Linked DNA regions of Anas platyrhynchos: region 2 is linked to region 1. A link is a contact called in public Hi-C data. All regions are on one chromosome and are shown on one strand. Each heading gives the region's core, a stretch centred on a gene start, on an enhancer-like site or on the middle of the called end of the contact. The rest is flanking DNA. Distances are from core to core; before and after follow the strand shown.

What was found. Hi-C and Micro-C count contacts between places; a contact is called where the count stands out from the background.
Region 2: a Hi-C map of skeletal muscle shows a contact between it and region 1, with 5 times the contacts expected there. The contact joins the promoter of IAPP here to the enhancer-like site in region 1. A contact is called at or near these places in 3 of 8 Hi-C or Micro-C datasets (F5 follicle, liver and skeletal muscle).

The regions. Positions count from the first base shown.
Region 1 is chr1:77,682,119-77,685,279 of IASCAAS_PekinDuck_T2T, reverse strand. No RefSeq gene overlaps it. Among named protein-coding and RNA genes, the nearest start is that of SLCO1A2, 9.5 kb to the left of the region's middle. Within about 2 kb of position 1,674, at least 1 of the 8 cell types and tissues checked has an H3K27ac peak or open chromatin away from gene starts, as enhancers often do.
Region 2 is chr1:77,719,694-77,722,854 of IASCAAS_PekinDuck_T2T, reverse strand. It overlaps IAPP (islet amyloid polypeptide), which reads left to right and starts at 1,694. Exons shown (of 5, transcript XM_038173009.2): 1 at 1,694-1,875. All of the region lies in intron 1 of SLCO1A2 (solute carrier organic anion transporter family member 1A2), which reads right to left.

The DNA.
Region 1 (3,161 bases), core at 425-2,924:
TAAGAAGCCATGTAATGTAACACGTTTAAGATTTCAGAGTTTTAAAATACTACCTAGAAATTATGTACTGAATGAAATTGGTAACCGCAAGTTATCTGTGATAGCAGAGCAGAGAAGAAATCTAACGTATAATATGCACTGCAGTTTTTCACCATAAACCCCTGGAGAAATGATAAAAAAAATAAAGCAGTACACAGAACTTTCTGTGTCTGTTCTGATGGTTTCATTTATCAACAAACAAGTTTAGCTCCATGACAAGACTACAATAAGGGAACTGTAAAGTTAAATGTGAGCAAATGTTATTTGTTTTAGCTATCAAAACTTATTACTATCAGAACCACTGGCAACGTCATGGGCTTGCAAGAAAGAATCAAAAGCTATGTTTTTTTAAACTATTCTTTTAAAAACAGTTAACATGTGGTATGGATATTTTTTTTTTCCTTACCTTGTGCCTCCAAAACAAGCCAGGGAAAATAATAAAGCTTGAAAAAAAAATAAAAGTTAAATCTTTATAGTAAATGAAAATCTCCTGGGGAGAATTACACGTACATGACTAAATCACTGTTGAAGATTTTATGTAAATTCTGTTGATATGCTAAGGTTCCTGGCCACATCAACAGAAGACCATTTGGAACCAGCTTTAGAAATATTGCTAGGATGGGCAAATAAAACTGATCTGTGGAAGCAAGAGATTTGAAGCACCTGATTTAGCATTATCCACAAAATTAACTTACATATTATTTATCATTTCTTCCAGACCTGGAAGGATAAAAACAGAGGATAAAAATCCCGGTCCGCAGGTAGGGGGATGAAGGGGCATCTCTGACTGCTCTAAACTACCAGTAGCCTCCTGGGTTGATGCTACACTTGGCAGGGAGAAAGCATCAGAACAATTTGGTGGTTGGATCATATCACTGTTCAGCAACCCCTGCAGCAAACTACCCCTAACACTGCACCTGGACTTGATTTCATCAGAAATTCATTGCCTAACTCCAAAAGGCATCCCAGAAGCAAACTAACTTTTATGCAAGGTGGATAACCAGGAGAATCATGAGATGAGTAAGAGCTGGGAAGAATTGATAAGGAAGTAAAATATGCAGATAAGTTGTACTGATAAAAACATTTCTGTTAGTCTTTAATTCCCATGACTGGCTTTGCCTGCACACCCCCATACCCTCTGCCCAGGAGTCCTATTATTAATACTCAGGCATGAACTTTATTGTACCTGGCTTCTAGATGGATCTTGGACTTCTGCTAGAGTCATGTCTCCTGATGGGACTTCCTGGATGGACCTGGCTCATCACTACCCCTAGGCAGCCTCTCCATGCTGACAGCTGTGTAGGGCTGTGCCTGTGGGTGAGGGTGAACCCTGCCTGCAGGTCATACCAATCCCAGGCTCCCTGATCAGCTCTCCAATCCCCCTTACCCTTCTGGGACTCTTCATGGGACATGCAGTTCACTCTCCACAGCTGGCTTCAGGGTCCTCAGCCTAGCTCCATGGCTCAGACTAGTACACCCAGATGGGTGGGGAGGCAATAGAGAGCACCAGAAGACCTTATTGGCCTGCCCTGGGACCACACCCTGTGCCTTGGTGCCACATGTCACTTCAGCCCGGGGTTTGCAGCCTTGCCTACACCATGCTGCAGGTGTGCCTGTGCCCAGCCTTATCTTCACCTGGGCTCCTGAACCTGCACCATAGTCCTGCCACTTGCTGCTCCCTAGCAGCTTCCCTGGATGAACTCATCCCCTGCCTGGCACTGCCCCGTGGGAGCTGCTGCCACCACTGTCCTGCCAAAGGAAAAGGTAGCACTTTCTGCTGCTAGTTCCGTGGACACCAACCCTGACTTCCATGACATTCAATAAAGCAGTTCCTATAAAGCCTGCAATACTTAGGGAAGGAAAAATCCCTACAATGCTAATTTAGCAGGACTATCTGCACAGTACGACATGCCACAGGGCTGAGACTTATGAAATATGGTGTGCCCTCTGCTGTCCAGTGAGTGAGACCACTCTCATGAGATCTCGTTCATTACTTCTCTGCTGACCTACTAGTGAAGTATTTCCATTGACTTTGAAAGGGCTAGTTTAAAATATATATATATTTCAGAGGAAGTATTGTTCTGAGAACATCATTTCCAAGTGTTTGGGACACCAGGAAACAAAGTGACAGAGTGACACTTACTATTTAGCCATTGCTAGAAAGCAGAAGAGGAAGGGACAAGCACACATACAAAAATAATGCTATGGGGAAAAAAAAATCTTTCCTGAAAGAATATCACTTCCCAAAGCTGAATTGCGAACCAGACAATTTGCTGAGGTGGCTCTGTGCTTGACCTGTCTGGAGCCAGCCTTCTCCTCAGACGTCACAGTCTGTCCAGGGGCAGTGCAGGTGACAAGCAGAAGCCGGTAGCTGGCAACAGAGCAGCAAAACAACCCCTGATACTGTAAATTGCCCCTGCAGAACTAATCCAGGCTGGTACAGATAGGCACAATTAATGTGAAGTGACACAACTGTGATCTGATAATGAGGTAACAAATAGAACTGTCAAGAGTGCTTCCTTGGGCAATGATAAATGATGTCATTTCTATTTCAGGATGTTTCAGGTGGAAAGAAAGCTTTAACCACACAGACGATGGGATAAGAATGAAAAGTATTATATCCAAGAATAAAAAAAAAAGCGTAGGTTATAGTTATATTGCAAATTACCCATATATTTGGGCTTATGTTCTTGCTGTATACCACTGCATTGTGCATACTGAAAACAGCCATGGTCTTTTCCTTGAGTGGATCCTGATTGAGCCCAGAGGCATTGCTAGGTACCTGGGTACACATCCATCCCAACTATTACTTTTATCTCAACATGGTTGATTCACAGTGTAGTTACAAGGTGGCTAGGAACTACAAGACTTGCACAGTACTTCAACAGTGTTCAGGGAATTCCCCATTTCTGTGTCTTCCAAGTCTCTGGTATGCACTTTCCTATCTGCCCTCTCTTACCCAGGCAAGGGTGGCAATTTATGAAGCCATTTGGTAGTTTAACCAACAGGTTGTTCCAGACTAACAACAAAGCCAAAGACCTCCAGCTTGTCCCTGCAGTGCCAAGCCAAAGATGTTTCTGGTATGCAGCTGGTTGTGCAGCCAAATACAAGAAGTGCTGGTG
Region 2 (3,161 bases), core at 445-2,944, 38 kb before region 1:
AACACCTACGCTTGAATACTACTTATAAACCTGCAATATCCACTGAAATTTCAAGGAAGAGGTTAATAAAATCCCTCCTACAATCCCTCTTTACAAGATCTTACTCTTTCCACTTCTGCTCTGAGTTTGGAATGCATTTATGGCAGGCAAAAGAGTTAGTTCACAGAAACACCACAATTTAAAAGTGCATAAAGAGTGAAAGAGCATCATGTGGACAGTTTAGGTACAAGCTACAGTTATGAACTAGATGCATAAAGGACTCGCAATTTAGGCTAAAAAAAAAAAAAAAAAAAAAAGGAGGGGGGGAGGGTAAAGAACACATATATCCTGTATGGATCAGAGCAGACATATTCTGTGTGGCTGGTAACAGCAAACAGGCTACACCTGAGAGATGGGTGTTTGGACGTCTTTGTCCTACACATATCTATAAATAAATTAAAGGTTTAAACCACTTATTAATATTAATTAATAAATATCACATTAATTAACAATTAATAAACAAAAAGTAGAACAAAAGATATACAAATATCTGGATTTAAAATTCTAGGAAGCAATATTCTGCAAATTGCCTTCCCTAAGTCCCAAGGGAACATCTTATTTCCAGTTTAAAATGCATCTTCCATTTGGCTCAGTTTACATATGAGTAAACTGCTAAGTCCATGTTTTGTTTACAAAAAGGATTAAAAGTCACAAGGTAACTAATTATTAGCAAATATAGTGTCTGTCAGAACTTTTAACTAACTTATCTTTCTAGTTGCAAAAAGTACTTTAAAATCATGTTTTACTAAACACAGTTCAAACTGTTACTCAAATGCAAATATACTAATGTTGGATTGCAACAAAGGAAAAGATTCTCAGGGTAAAACAATTATATACTTACAGTTTTGAAAAGGTTTTCAGAAGAAATGACTGATATCATACACTTAAACTTTGACCTTTATTCTAAATTGTTAAAAATTAACCCAAGTATACTTAATTGCAGATTTTTTGCTTTTGCCAGTTCCAGATGCACATGTTAGTGAACTCATTCAGATATGAAAAACAGGCTTAAAAAGTGTACAGAATTGTGTATATTTACAGGTTTAGGCAGTGTTCAAGCAAAGGGTGACACGAAGTCAGACTGAAAAACAGGAACAAGTCTGTGTTTCTCACATTTTGAGAGGATGTTTAAGCCCTGAGTTGCTAGATGGAATGCAGCACAAGCATAATCATTGGCTTCTTTTGGCTGTCTTGGAACTATTTGGAAGAAAGTATAGCCCTTTCCAGTCTTTATAAAGTACTTGCCTCTGAAGCACAGTGACATAACCTCACTCTTTCCGACATCTCCATCTGCAGGTCTTCAGTGTTTTTTGTAGTATAACAGCCTTTCTGAATCTTTTTTTCTATGTAAGTTTAAATATATGCTGAATAACTTGCATGTTGTTAATTCTAGAACAAGGCAAAAATCCTGATAATTAGGTACTTCTATATTTACTATGGGCATCCTATCTTTTGGGACTGTTGTTGAGTCATGATGGTTCACCATGAAGAAGAGAAAGATTGGAAAACTGCCCATGGTCACACGGCCCATGGTCACATTGTGGCTGTACTGCAGGCTGAGTGCTGGTAGTTACTGATTACTGGATGTTACAAAACCAAAGAGTAGTTTGACCAAGTGAAATGCTATTGTGAAAAACAGGTCAAGTGACTGCAATCAAACCAGGTAGACACCAGATGTGGGAACCATCAGAGAGACATTTGAGTTATTTGACTATTGGTGCTGAAGCAGGTTTCATCTGTGACCTTAAGCCTTTTGAGGACATTTATGTTTGCCTCCCTCACAAGAGTAACTACATATGCACATGAAAACCCCACATGCAAAGTCTACAAAATGTGGTGAGTGTGGGATTGGTATTATTGAACTCCTGGCTTTGAGCACAACCTCCTAGGACAGTGTTTCTATGCTTTCTTCTAGCTGGAGGAGCACAAAGCTTTCCTGAAAAATCCTTCCAAATTAACATACACCTTTCAAGGTTAGGCAGCTGTAAGTGGAGAATTAGCAGACCAGCAAGGTCTCACATACTTAGAAGTACAATACTGTACTGAAAAACATTTTAATTTGAAATATCACTAATATAACTAGCTTTGAGGCTATCTAGACCTTAAACAGTTAATTTTTATGGTCATTCTGCAGACCACCTGTTGATGGCTTACAGACCACTGGTGGCTGAGAACCCCACCCTGCTCAGTGCTGCACCAGAGCATGAGATGAGGCATTTTTCCCTGTTTTTTGTTGTTGTTGTTGGTGGTGGTGGTGGTGGTTGTTTGTTTTTGTTTTTCTTAGAACAAAAATACACAATAGTAAATTATTGAGAGCATGTCTTCTCAGTTCTCACACACTAGAAAATTTCTCAAGTAAAAATCTGTTAGCATGTGTTTCTAGTATGAGAAAATTCTCATAATCCCTCAGAAAACATATATTTCACAAGAACTATAGCCCTGCTTTCTGTCCTTTCTTCATGATGATCTCCAAAAAATCACACATGATGGCTGTACTGAGATTTTGCTTATACAATTTAAATAAAATTAGAAATTCTGCTTCCAGCTTTGATTTCCTAAAACTAAAATCTGAGGTAAAGTATTATTTCCCAATAAGATATTTTGAGGTTTTTCTTGCATTTTATATTTTCCCCATTTTTATATTGCTGCTTTGGGAAAACTGGAAAATTAAAAAATAATAATAAAAAAAAAAAAATGTGACAAAAGAAGAAGAAAATACAAAGGCAGTGGTCCCGGTTCTGTCCAATACTGTTTTGTGTTCACAGAAGACAGTACTATGAAAAGGTAATACTGAACAGAGTTAGAAGATGGCTGAGTATAAAGCTGCCTTAACTCCATGTGATCATCCTTACTTCTCTTAATAAAACAGCTAAAGGTGATGAGAGAAGACACTGCCCACACAAATGGCAGTTTATGACCATTTATGAACAGTGTTTGTCAACAGCATCATAATATTTATTCAGCTGTAAAGTAACTTCTCCCATATGAGGTGCAACAGCCTTCCATGGCTATGCCTTGGTTTTTGTAGGACAGAAGTCTCAGTGTCATTAGAGTATTACCCTTGCTTTCGCATTAATAATATCTTATTTTCAGTAGTCCCATTGTAATAATCAGCTATGAAA